Linked DNA regions of Arachis hypogaea: region 1 is linked to region 2. A link is a contact called in public Hi-C data. All regions are on one chromosome and are shown on one strand. Each heading gives the region's core, a stretch centred on a gene start, on an enhancer-like site or on the middle of the called end of the contact. The rest is flanking DNA. Distances are from core to core; before and after follow the strand shown. Region 1 holds the start of LOC112743490 (L-type lectin-domain containing receptor kinase VIII.2). Region 2 holds the start of LOC112743485.

Region 1 (6,456 bases), core at 2,445-4,944, 390 kb after region 2:
ACCTTAAATATGAAAGAGAAGTTTCATTCGATCCAGTACTCATTTTAAATGCTGAAAAGATACCATACATAACATACATCCTCACATATATCATGTGAAACTATTTAAAACCACTAGTCTGAAAACATCATCATTTCACCCAAAGCACCATTCCCATGTGTTTAGTCTCAAAAAACTGAAAAACCATCAAACGTAATATTTGATTAATTAAACATTAGCGCATACTACAAACAGAATAAGGAGAACAAAAACGTTGAATATCGCAAATTTATTGTACAAGAACTATAAGACGTTATGTGTCCTTGGTCCTTGCTATACATTTTTTTTTTTTTTCCCTTAAGTAGGAAACTATTATTTCTGCCCCTAATAAAAGATTCGTTTCCAAGATATCAAGGAGGTGGTTGTTTTTAAAAATGAACTCAATTTGACAAAATGTGTCATTTCTATAAGTTGTCAATTCGTGATTATCATAATTTTTTTTTCTTTTTGGGATAACATTTAGATGGTTATTTAGAAATGTTAATTAATACTCAAATTTGTTCTTCAAGATATAACTAATTCGTTCTTAAATTTGATTCTAAAAAAAATTATAAATTATATTAATCTTTGAAATATAATTGTAAGTCAAAATACTTGTTTTGTCAGTTAGACTATCACATGTCACATGATGACTCAGTAGAACTAAATAAAAAAAATAAAAAACTACTAATAAAATGTACAACTTAATATAAAGTTTCATTACTTGTTGAGCCACAATTTTTCTATGATAATCGAACATTGTATAAAAGTGCTTTAACTAGAACACTTGATATCTAACACTTTGAATAACATCAAATGAAAAAAAAAATTGATATTCCACTTTTCTGATGTGCTTAATTCATAAGCTCATGTTCACTAGAATAAAATTTATAAGTTCGCTCAAAGATTGCAACTACTAAATATGCATTATAAGAGGATCATTGCATTCAAAAAATACACAATTACAGTTGTATCTGATAGTTGCATTCGAATAAACAACAGATGTTTGCTAGCAATTTGAGTGTGTGAGAAACGAAATATGATCACATTATAGTGTTTGGAGATCTGATATTTATAAGGAAGTCTTTTTTTTCCATTACTAATACTTAAGGTTGTGAAAGGTTTAATTACGTAGTTTTGTGAAATTTTTAATTAGGTCTTTATATATTTTTTTTAATTGAGTTGTTACACTAAATTTTTTTTTAATTAGGTCTTTTTTGCAGTAATTGACTTAATTTTATAGGGACCTAACTAAAAATAAAAAAAAAATTAGTATAGAGACCCAAATAAAAAAAAAAGTGTATGACCAAATTAAAAAAAAATTAGTACAAAAACTTAATTAAAAAAAAAGTACAGAAACCTAATTAAAAATTTTGCAAAACTATAAAAATCATCGGAATAATTAAACCGTTGTGAAATAATGGTAGACTACACGTATTTCGCTACCTTAATTACGAAGTAGGATATACTCAATTTCTAATGTATTTTGCTGGTTACATGTATTTTGCTGACTTGTTAGCGAAATATTATCGATTTTGAATTGAGCCTATTTTGCAATTTTTACTACAAAATTGGAGTAATTTGTTTTAGTGCATTTTGCATACTAGCCCAAATACCCTCACAATATAATACATAAAACTGAAAATGTTTCTCACTTTATCCAAGTTAATAAATAATTTTTTATTTAAATAAAAAAAGCTTCAACCAAATTGGTGTAAGAATTTAGACAAAGAAATAAATAAAAAAACTGTAATAATTATATTACTCCAACTAAATTGAGGCTTTAGCTTAACATAAATAAACGATCGATTTAGTAAAATTTTTTTTTTGGAAGTAATCCATCGGAGCTAGTTTTTGAAATATAATTTTTTTTATAAGTTTTAATATTTATGTTTCGTAAATCAAACAAAAATGACTTGCAATAAATATGTAAACAACAATTATGTTTGATAAAATAATTTTTAAATTATAAATAAAAAAAACCATAATTGATATAAACATAAGGATAAATTTAAATATTTATTACATTATACATGAGATTATATTAAATTTTTTTACTTTAATAAATACAAACTAACTTTAAAAAAGATATTTTTAAATATTTCAAAAGTACTTCTAAATTTTAAAAATTTTAAATAAAAGTACATTTTTTTAATTTATCAAATATAAAATAAATTGATTATATTTTTAAAAACTACGCCTACTTCTCCAAAAAGTTTAACCAAATCAATTCTAACTTCAGGTCTCATTAAAAAGAAGGAAAAATTATATGTTACAATAAAATATTTTTAATGATAGAGCATGTTTAATTATTTTTTACAAAAATTTATGTGCATAACTGACTTTCACTAACAATATTGGATATGCATTTTAAATTTGTTACATGCAATTATAATGCACTAGTGATTTAATAATAATAATAATAATAATAATAATAATAATAATAATAATAATAATAATAATAATAATAAGATTAATCAAAATGACAATTTGTCAAGTTCTAACTAAAATATTTTATTTTCATGTTTTTCCAATATAATTTTTATAAATTATATATAATATTTTAGGAAAAATTTATGCACTAAACTTTTTCTTATATTAGAAATAGAAATAGATATCTCTATGTAGCATTTTGTTAGTTATTTATTCTTGATTCTATACAATATATAATTTCTTAACATTATAAGTAAAAGTAACTGCTTATGAATAATTGTAGGGTGTACAACAATTTCCCAAAAATAGTGAACATTGACAAGGAAAGGGTGGAAAAGGCCACAAATTGCAAAGAAGAAAACAAAAGATATATGATAATAATAAAATAAAAATCTTTATTGTTCTTGCTGAGGTTGACCGGTGTATAGCTCGTCCGTCGATGAATGTCTTCAAGCTTCTCGTCGGGATGAGTTATACGTCGGCAAGGAGAGAACAAGAGGGTGGGTACCTGCCTGCAAAAAACACTCCGACGCTCAAGTCAATAAGTGTTTAAGAGGTATAAGAATAATTCTATGAATATAGAATGTAAGACATGAAATGAAAGTTATCATGTGTTATGTTGTGTTTATAATAATTCTATGAATATAGAATGTATTATTGAGATTAGATATAGAAGGTTCTTTTTATAGGTATAAAATTGATGAATAGAATTGATGTTATGACCGTTTGGTCATTAAGATAGAAATGATGGTCATTAAGTCGGTAATGAAGGTGTCAGTTACAAACAAAAGAATGAATGATAGTTAACGCCGAGTTATAACTCATAATGCATAATAAAGACCGAGTTATAAGGTGACGGATCATTTATTATATTCCATTGTTCGGCAACCACAGAGGGAAAGTGTGGTGAAGCACGAAGTTGCAGAAAAAAGCAGTTAAAAACTTTTTTTTTTATGAAAAATATTACTTATACTCTAAATTTTTAGTCTTTAGTATTTAAATAATATTATTTAATTAATTTAAATATTTATTCTTAAAAAAAATTATTTATTTTTTTATAAAAAATTTACTTATTTTTTAGAGTTTTTTTTTTAAATTAAATAATAGATAATTTTTAAAAAATATCTAATTACATTGGTTTTTTTTGTTGTTCATAATATCTCCGAACTCAATAGGTGAAAGACTATTTTTTGGCAGATAGAAATTCCATTTATAAGATACTGCATAAAGCGAAAATCGAAGCAGTCAAGTAAGTTGCCCACTCGACGATCCCACTTAACCCAAATTGATTTACTATTTCTGTTAAAAACCTTTTATTTAATTTTCACAAACCTCCAAACCCAACAACTTGAACTTCTCCCAATAATATTCTTTACTTTCTCGGCTACTTTCTCTTCTCTTCTTCACTCCACAAACCCTAGAAACAGAAAAGGAAAAGAAAAATTCACCTTTTTTTATGCAAATGGGATTAACTCACCAACACTAGAGAGCCACACACTTCAAGATTCAGCTCAAGCCCATTTCAATTATGGCCTCATTTTCCACTTCTCACTACATCGTTGCCTTCACATTCCTCAACTTGTTCCTCAAAATCCAAGCTTTGAACCCAGTTCCATCTTTTTCGTTCTCAGACTTCGGAAAAGATCCAATTTTCAAGCAAAGTGTAGCACTTTATGGTAATGCAAGGGTTGTCAATGGCGAGTCTGAGGTTATGCTCTCTGGGTCTGGTAAAGTGATGAGAAAGAACCCCATCAAGCTTGTTGATGCTGCATCAAAGGGTTTGGTCTCATTTTCAACCTACTTTGCTTTTTCAATTTCCTTCAATGAAGGTGGGGATGGCTTGGCTTTTGTTATGGTTCCAAGTGGTTCTGAAGGTGAGTTTTTTGGTAATAACTCATCAGGGTTCTCTCTTGGATTGAAAGGAAAAAGCGGATTCGATGTTGTTGGTATTGAGTTTAGTATTGCAAATAGGGGTTCTGCTAGTTTTAATGTGGCCATTAAGGTTGGTGATTCAGTTCCTGCTAAAAAAAGCAATGTTTCTTCTGTTGTAAGAAGTGGTGAAAAAATGCATGCTTGGATTGATTATGTTGCAAGTTCTAGGAGATTAGAAGTTAGATTGAATCAGTTTGGTCATTCAAGGCCATATGATCCAATTCTATGGCATTCAATTGATTTCCCAAGTGTTTGGGAGTCCAAAGAAATGTTTGTGGGATTTAGTCCAGTGAAAAAGGATGATAATATTAATAGCTCTCAAGCATGCTTTCTCTATTCGTGGAGCTTTGTTTTGAGGATTTTCCCGCATTGGATGCACTCTGAGCCCATCGATCCGAAGGTCCTTGCTACCAAGGAAACTGAGGCTCCGGTGGTGAAACCAAAGAGTGACTGCCTTTTGAGGATTCTTGCTGCTATGATATTCGGTGCCGGATGTGGAGCTTTGACAGCATTTGTTGTGCTTTATGTGTGGACCATCTTCGGCAATAGACGTCCGGTAATGCCGGAGGAGTTTGTTATGCAGCCAATGGATTTCGAGTACAAGAAAGTCGACGTTGTTGTAGATAAACCCATCAAAGGTGCTAAGGAGTAGATCTGCAGGAGGGAGCTAATTGCGCCATTCACAGTTGTGTTGTAAATCAATGTTGCTTGTATTCAGGTTTTGTTTTGTTGTAATCTTCTGGGAAAGAACTGGTTAGTTTACTTTTTCCTACGTTATTGTCTTTTGTTAAGATAATTGAGATCCAGATCCAACTCTGCATCCAATATTACATAGCTTACCCCTTTTTTGTTTATCAATATATTGTGTAATGTTGCTGATAGAGATTTATATATATGGTTATCACTAATAACCACAATCAATCTACTTATTCAATGTTGATTGGCCCATAGTACATTAGTACCAATGTGGATTTATATTTATTTGCTTAGGGATGCAAATATAAGAAAATTATGATACATGGATGAGTTGCTTCTACACAACACTATCTCCTTTGATTTGTTGAATCCTTTATGTTGATGTTATGTTGTTTTCCATTTACTGACACAGTAAATTAACTCAAGCATTGGTTGCCATAAAAAGGTGCAACAGTGAATGGAGTATTGATGTTAAGCATGGTCTGATCTGAAATTGTATTTTTTATCTTAAGATATTCATATTTAGATAGTCTTGTCTGTAACTTGATTTCTGGTTTCTGAAATAACATAGCCTTTCTGTACTCTTTCCTTCACCAATCTTAGTAATGCAACTATCTTTTGAGAGTACCAGAATTTCGATTTGTTTGTGCACTTCATAGTGCCTGTTGCTAACATCTAGCACACTTGAAATTAAGTTTTTTTTGGTTCATGAGACGCATGAAACATCAAACATTTTAGTTGCTGGTCTTTTTGTTTTAGTAAATTCCTTTAAAGCATCCTGCAAACCATTTACTTTGGATAGTTGCTTGCGGAAGAGAATTTGAATCTGCTTGACTGCTTGTGATAAACCTTTTTTGGATGTAAGTTTTATATATTCAAAATTCTAAGTCAGTAAACTTGTTTCCCTCAAGGTGGGGGTTAGGTACTAGAATCAATAGTTAGTTTTATATTATCTGGTTTGGTTACTTACTATATTTTTTTATTTGAATGCAATTGTAGGAATATTTTTAGTTGCCTGCTTCCTTTTGGCATGTTTTTATCACATAGTTTATTTATGTTTAGATTTGAGTTTTGAAGTTAGTTTCTTGTTCCTCGGTCAGCTTCGGTCGTAACACATCATCACATGGGTTTGGTATTTTCTTACCAAGTTGTGGCTTTATCATAATTCACAAATGTGTGTACTATATGTTCTGCCTTCGTCAATTAATGTTAACCATGTGACGTTGCTGGCTATGCTCGTCGAGAAGGTGGTGGCTAAGCGATTTTGATGACTTCATATGCCATTTTTAGGTCATCTATTGATTGCTTTCTATTACAGAGAATTTATTCATTGAAAGCAAATTACAGGTTGAACCAAATTGGTTATTAGTTTACAGA
Region 2 (6,546 bases), core at 2,365-4,864:
GAAACAGTGAATAATGTTTCATCAGAATCATTTTTCAATATAACACCAATTCACAAGCCTTGGGTTCTCCAATGAAGCTATTATTTATAGCATTGGCATTTGGCAGAAGCAACCATGTTAGGGCGTTAGGGTGTGGTCTAAAAGCATATCTAATTTCTATGTAAAATATATGCATCAAGATCTTAACTTTAGAACAGTTGGTACCTATTCTTGGGTTTCAGTTATAAGACTGTAAGGCACTAATATATGCAACACTAGACATGGTTTCAGATTAAGGAGTGGATTAACCTAGATATTTATGCTAGTGTATATTACAAGTAAACTAATGCTAAAACCAACTATTTTAGATTTGCTTCCTGGCATGTATAGTGTATCCAAATCCAAAACCACATTTACTTGCAAGTTTACAATACTCAAACATAGTTACCAAGATTAAGTGAGTAGCACACAAAAAAGTAGTATGATATCTACATTAGATTAAAGATTGATGATTGCAACTTTGACCAAATAAGGCAAGGTTGTAATCTAGGTTTAAATGAATGATGTTATCCTAATTCCAGTGCAACTTCAGAGAACTGCTATTTGGAGCAACGGTCAGATATCTCTCCAGCGGGGATCAGTAATAAGTCAGGTTGAGTCATTCTTCAAATTGTCACTCATTTACAATTTTTCTAATCAAGAGACTGCTCCCGCTTTTTCTCTGCATCAACAATAATGCGATGAGTTAATATTGTTGGATTTGCAAAATAAGTGTCACTTTCATTTCTCATAATTAAAAAAATCAATGTAACCAGGAATAATTTGTTTTCAAACATTTATTTCGAAACAAATGCAGTATTAGTTTAGAAAAATAAATTACTGGGGTTTAAAATAAAATTGAGAATGAGAACAATAGAAGCATGAATTTACCAGGGCTAATAACTGTTATGCTTTTTGTGACAGATTTCACTGCTGTCATACAATCTGGACCTGTAAAAAATAAAAGATCAGTAAATTGTGTTTCGCTAAAAAATACAAAATAAGATCGAAAAAAATGAGCTCCATTACCTAATATTCTCAGATCTTTCTCACATAGGACTTCAGAAACAGTTGATAATTCATTTAAAGCATTAGTGTCATTGCATTCTTGAGGTGAGCTGCTTGACAATGGAATAATGAGATGAAAAGTTAGATATATTATTATTATTACAGAGGAACTTAATAGTTATTATAGCATCAAAAGAAAGAATACCCTGAAGCATTTTCAATGGAAGGGCTTGATGTTGGTTGGCAACTGAAGTCAATGCCATCACAAGGTATTTCTAGATCATTTAACATTTCACTGAAGGAGAAGTCAATTCCTAAAGCATCGAAATTTGGGAACTCAATGTCAAACATGTCCAGTTCCTTCTCAGACTCAGACGTAGAAACCTCGTTAGACAATTGTTTGTCCAAGCCCTCTGGCATATCAGAACCAAAGTCCAATCTGCTTCTCACATGATCTCTCTTTCCTAATTTGTCAGAACCTGTCTTCAGAGGTGAAATGCAATGGCTCATCTCTATGTATGCCATCTGTTTCGCAGGGCTGACCATAACTCTCTTGGTTGAAATCACAGTGCAGCGCGTAGGAGTAGCCTCTTGATTGCAACCCGAGACTGAAGAAATCTCAGGAGGTGAGATATGTGTACCACTTTGGGATGAAGTTATTCTTCTAGTAGGTGTCTTTGGTGGTTGTGAATTATTAGTAGGAGGGAGTGAAGATTGGTCGAATAAGCATTTAGCAATATTGGATCCTTGAGCCTGTGATCCACTCGGCACACAGTTCTCTGGTGAAGAACGAATTGAAGAAGTTGGTGGACCTACTACTTGAGAATCAATGGTATTATCAGGCTGCGGTAGCACATTTGGACCTGAAAATGGCAATAAAGCAAATAAATGTCATGTTTTCGCAAGATTGGCATATATTTTAGACCCTTTTGGAGATAGCTAATTAGCTATACCTTGGACAGAAACTTTCTTGTTGGTTGACCTACCACGAGACTTTTTCACAGCTAAAGGTGCATCTGTTTTAGTATCCTTTCTCTTTCTGTCGGATACATTCATCGCAGATGTTGAGAAGTTTCCACCCTCTGAATTTGTATTGCTAGACGGAGGCAGTGAGTGTATATGCGATTTGATTTGCACAGAAGAAGGTACACCTAAGTAAACAACATGAAGATCGTCATCATGTAAGGTCAGTAAACAATTGAATTGAAAGAAGCTAACATCCGCAGATTAAAACAATTTTCAGTGAAAAACAAAATAAAGTTACATTCTATAATCCACTTTTCAGATATCTGTTGCACTGAAGCAACTGCAAATTAGCATGATTTTCTTATCACAGCATAACCAAGATAAGCTTATATCCACAGTCAAGTCTCCACTCCATTATTCTTCAGAACCAAAATTTGGAAGGAAAAAATAAAACAAAATGGCATGTAATGTACCGTTTACAAACATATCGGTTGCCTTTATTTTCTCTTATTTAGTACATTACATGCCATAATTCACATTAATTAAAACATGATCTTCCATGGAATACCAAATTTGAGCATTGGTTAATCACAAAAAGTACATTTTCAATAGAAGAAATAGCTGCCACACAAAACCTGCATACATATGAAGTATGAACTACTAACAAAATTCAAGTTAGATGGGAACAAAGGAAGCAACCTGGCTGAGGTTTGTTAATATAAGCTGGTTGAGAAGGAGCAAGAGCAACTGCAGATTTCGCCGGAAGAGCTGAGAGGTTTCCACTGGCATTGAAAGCGTTCATGACATTCTGCATACCGTGCAACAGCATCTGAACCCGATTTTTCTCTTGCTCCATAAGAACCCTTTCCTGCTCCAACATCACCTTCTGCTCCTTCAAGCTTATGTACTCATCCAGCATCTCCCCTAAAGTCAACAGAGTCTTCGGTGCCTGAAATAAAAAAAAAAAATCAAGTTTACTATTAACATGAACAAGGGTTTTGTACTTCATGATAAAAATAAACAATATACCAATTTTGAGTGACATATTCTATACATGTCATAAAGAACCGAACTTATGATCCAAAATGAAGACCCAGGTGCACATATCCGCTAAGAAATTGGGGGTAAAATAAAATAAGGCTTTGAACATGTGTGATAGAATTCCAACTATGTGACCAAACAAAACTAAACCCTAAATGCTCAAATCCGCACTAAATGAAAGAAAAACAAAAGGGATCTGCAAATAAAAAGCACAAATGAACAAATCAGCATAGCAATTTAGGGGAAAAAACCAAAAGGTGTTGTATATAAATATATACCTCATTAATGGGTGAATTGGCGATGAGAGAGGAAGCTTCAGTTCGGAAGATGGAACGCGTGGACGAGAAGTTGTTGTCGCAAAGGTACCTATCGACGATGAACGCGATCTGCGTTGGTGTGACCTTCCCTTTCCCCAGTGTCTCTACCTTTCTGCCTTTGGTGGATGGCTTTCCCGCCATCGTTTTCTTTCTTCTCTTCAAGGCTCACAGAAGTGAAATGAAGAGGAAGATGAAAATGAAAGTCTCACTCAGATCAGAGAGATGGAGAGAGAAAGAAAGAAAGCTATAAATTAAGCATTGAGAGTGTGTTGAAAAAAGGAGCGAAAGTGTATAACAAAGGACGCGGGAGACTGTTTTTGAACACAATATAATTCTTTTTGGTGAAATAGTGTTTTGTTGGGTTTGTTTTGGCGGTAAACGGCAAAATAAAATATGTGCGAGTCAGTGGAAACTCGATCTTTCCTTTTATTTTTTTTTAATGATCACCAAACTTAACCGATTTGTTCTATGGTCATAAGACTCACGAGTCATGACTATTGAGTATGGACTTATGAAGAGCCCAACAGGGAACTATTCTTGTTTCCTATTTCCATTTCATTTGGAAAAACAAGGGTAGAGCCCAAATAAAAAAAACAACTAAACGATATTACAGGGAAAAGAAACCCTATCATCCTCCCTTAACAGTCAACAACAATCTAATATTAGAAAACCAACTTGGGTTAGTCGAGTGGTTAATTTACTCGTCCGCTTAAATAAGTGTGGGGGATTTGAATCCCGTCTTCTGCATGCAGTAACCCATTAGCCAGCAGTAAACCGTTACATGGAGCTCAGATTAACGATTGATTATCTTTTGCCTGTCGGGCTGAAAGATATCGTGAATAACAAAAAAAAAAAAAAACAAAACAAAATCTAATATCAGAAGAAACAGAAAATAAAATCTTAGAATTTTAAATCGGATGTTTTGGTCTCATCAATTTTTATTTTCTATAAGCCTTCAAGAATTACTCTGGTCAGATAAATTAATCTTTTTGTCATCTTAAAGGAAGACTAATTTATCTTACAGTGATATATCTAAAGAGTGCTTCGCTTGATTTTTGGTAATCTCGACAGGGTATCGAATCAAGTTTGTACTAAGATCTCAATTTGGGGAGCAAATACGACTCCTCTTAAAAGAGGGAACTCTACCTGAGATTTACTAAGTGTATGTGTCGAATGATTACTTGTGTATGAAATATTGAATATAAATTGGATCAAATAATGTAAATAACAACAATAAATGGAAATACAAAATAAATGAAGCTTTAATTAGATAAGAAAGTAAATTTGGCATTAAAAGAAAGCGAAATACTTGAAGAAAAGAAAAGTAAACTACTTAAAGAAAAGAAAATGAATTGAAAACTGATTCCAGACACTCACACGCACTTACACTCTATGGTTCTCCTTCACGTCAGTGTGACTTGAAATTTGCAAAGCTTTAGTGTAATTATGAAGTGTTTCAAATTGAAATCCCTGATTTCTTCTGAGCTTCTCCTGTTTATAGACCACTATATTGGTTTGCTAATGCCCACGATCTAGTCTCTTCTTTTCTCTCTTCCATGATCTAGCTTCAGTTTATTCTTACCCATAATCTCATCTTGACCTCCACGGACCTTAATTTCCAAGTAATAGCCCCACGTCTTCTTATTTACCATGTGACATTTAATTAACCTACGTATCCTCAACATATTTTTACCTAAGCCTTTTTTGACTCAACGAATATCCTGCGTGCTGTAGTCAATATTTCGCTTCACTATGGTCAAAGTAATTATGTCAAAAATGTTTTGTATTAATAAATTGCCCCTTAAAAATTGTCTTTTCAAAAGTGAAATGATAAGTTTTACTCAATCACATGCTAATCATGTGCCAGATTTAAAATTCATAACTTGAAAAGATAGTTATGTAGTTTCTGAAGTGTTACACACGTTTTTCTAAGAATACGCAACGTTCTCTATGGACTTTAATGGGCCTTTCATCATTTTTTATATTTCAAATCATCTTAAGGATATTATTACTTCATTGTTTTCATCCTTCATCATTTTCATCACTTGAAACAAAAATCCCTTTTGTTCATTATTCTCTCTACCATTTTCATATGGAATCTCAATAAACGCCTCACCTTCTGTTACTGTTGCATCTTCTACTTCCGCAACCATTGCAACCATTGCCACGATTACTTCCTCAATTGCTTTTGAAACCACGGCTTCTATATCTTCTTCCCTTCCGGCCGTTGTTGTTACTATAGCAGTCTCTGCACCTCGTGCGGTGACTATTGCTCAACAGCTTCCTCAACAATGCGAGGAAGACGATGATGTTCAAATTATTCCTCCTCCCTCTTTGATAGCTGACATGGCACAATTTTATAACGACAATGGAAGCTTGAAAGCCCCCAATTCAAATGTTGAAACCATAGATCTTTGGAGGAGCCAAGTATTCATTCATTTCAAGGTTACTAGCCTCTTGTACTCAAGAACAAATTGAACCCATTTCTTCTTTCTTTCCAACTCCACCTGAGCATCTTCCTTTAATTTTCTATAAAAACATTTAGTCTTCTTATTTTTCTAGTCGAGTTTTCTGAATTGCCCCTCCTAAGGAGTCTAGTTCCTTTCTTTCGACTTGATGTCGAGATTATCTCCTTCCTATAAGTCTATTTGGAAGTCGATAGGGATTACTTTGCTACTTATGATTTGTCATATACTACACTCCTTCTAGGAGCTAGTTTGTACTTTTGGTGTCCTGCCACCAACAACTTCATTTTTCATATGGGATGATGGGTTTCACTCTAATGAAAGTGTCTGCCTTGATTGACATTCCTCTTGATGGGAATGTGTATCATGGTCTACTAAATACCCTGATGATGTTTGAAAATGACCCTATCATCGACAGCGAGGATTTTTTACTTCTATGGCTCAATGCTTTTGTTTTTTGTTCGAAATCTATTCAGATTCAGAAGAACAACTACCTATCTTTGGCTATCATGCTTCACCATAAGAAATATATTGACTTTCCTTCCTTAATCTTAGGTCAACTGTATGAAATTTTGTCTTTAGTAGTCAGTGAGATTCGTCGAGGTGAAGCTTAGATTAACCCATTTGGTCCACTTTGGGTTGTAAATTTATGGTTAAAGGCTATACTTGAACCTCGATTCACAGCTTCCTCTTTTGATATTTCAAAAACTCCATTTGATGCTATTTGACTC

The links. Hi-C and Micro-C count contacts between places; a contact is called where the count stands out from the background.
Region 1: a contact with region 2 is called in a Hi-C map of leaf, with 3 times the contacts expected there. The contact joins the promoter of LOC112743490 here to the promoter of LOC112743485 in region 2. A contact is called at or near these places in 2 of 8 Hi-C or Micro-C datasets (both in leaf).

What each region holds. Positions count from the first base shown.
Region 1 is chr14:91,042,930-91,049,385 of arahy.Tifrunner.gnm2.J5K5, forward strand. It overlaps LOC112743490 (L-type lectin-domain containing receptor kinase VIII.2), which reads left to right and starts at 3,695. Exons shown (of 1, transcript XM_025792706.3): 1 at 3,695-5,317. The coding sequence starts at 3,980. The coding sequence ends at 5,035.
Region 2 is chr14:90,649,279-90,655,824 of arahy.Tifrunner.gnm2.J5K5, forward strand. LOC112743485 reads right to left here and starts at 3,615. Exons shown (of 7, transcript XM_025792697.3): 1 at 3,312-3,615; 2 at 2,692-2,941; 3 at 1,980-2,177; 4 at 1,232-1,889; 5 at 1,048-1,136; 6 at 910-969; 7 at 370-700. The coding sequence starts at 3,491. The coding sequence ends at 672. It overlaps LOC112743487 (fructose-1,6-bisphosphatase, chloroplastic), which reads left to right. Exons shown (of 4, transcript XM_025792699.2): 4 at 1-56.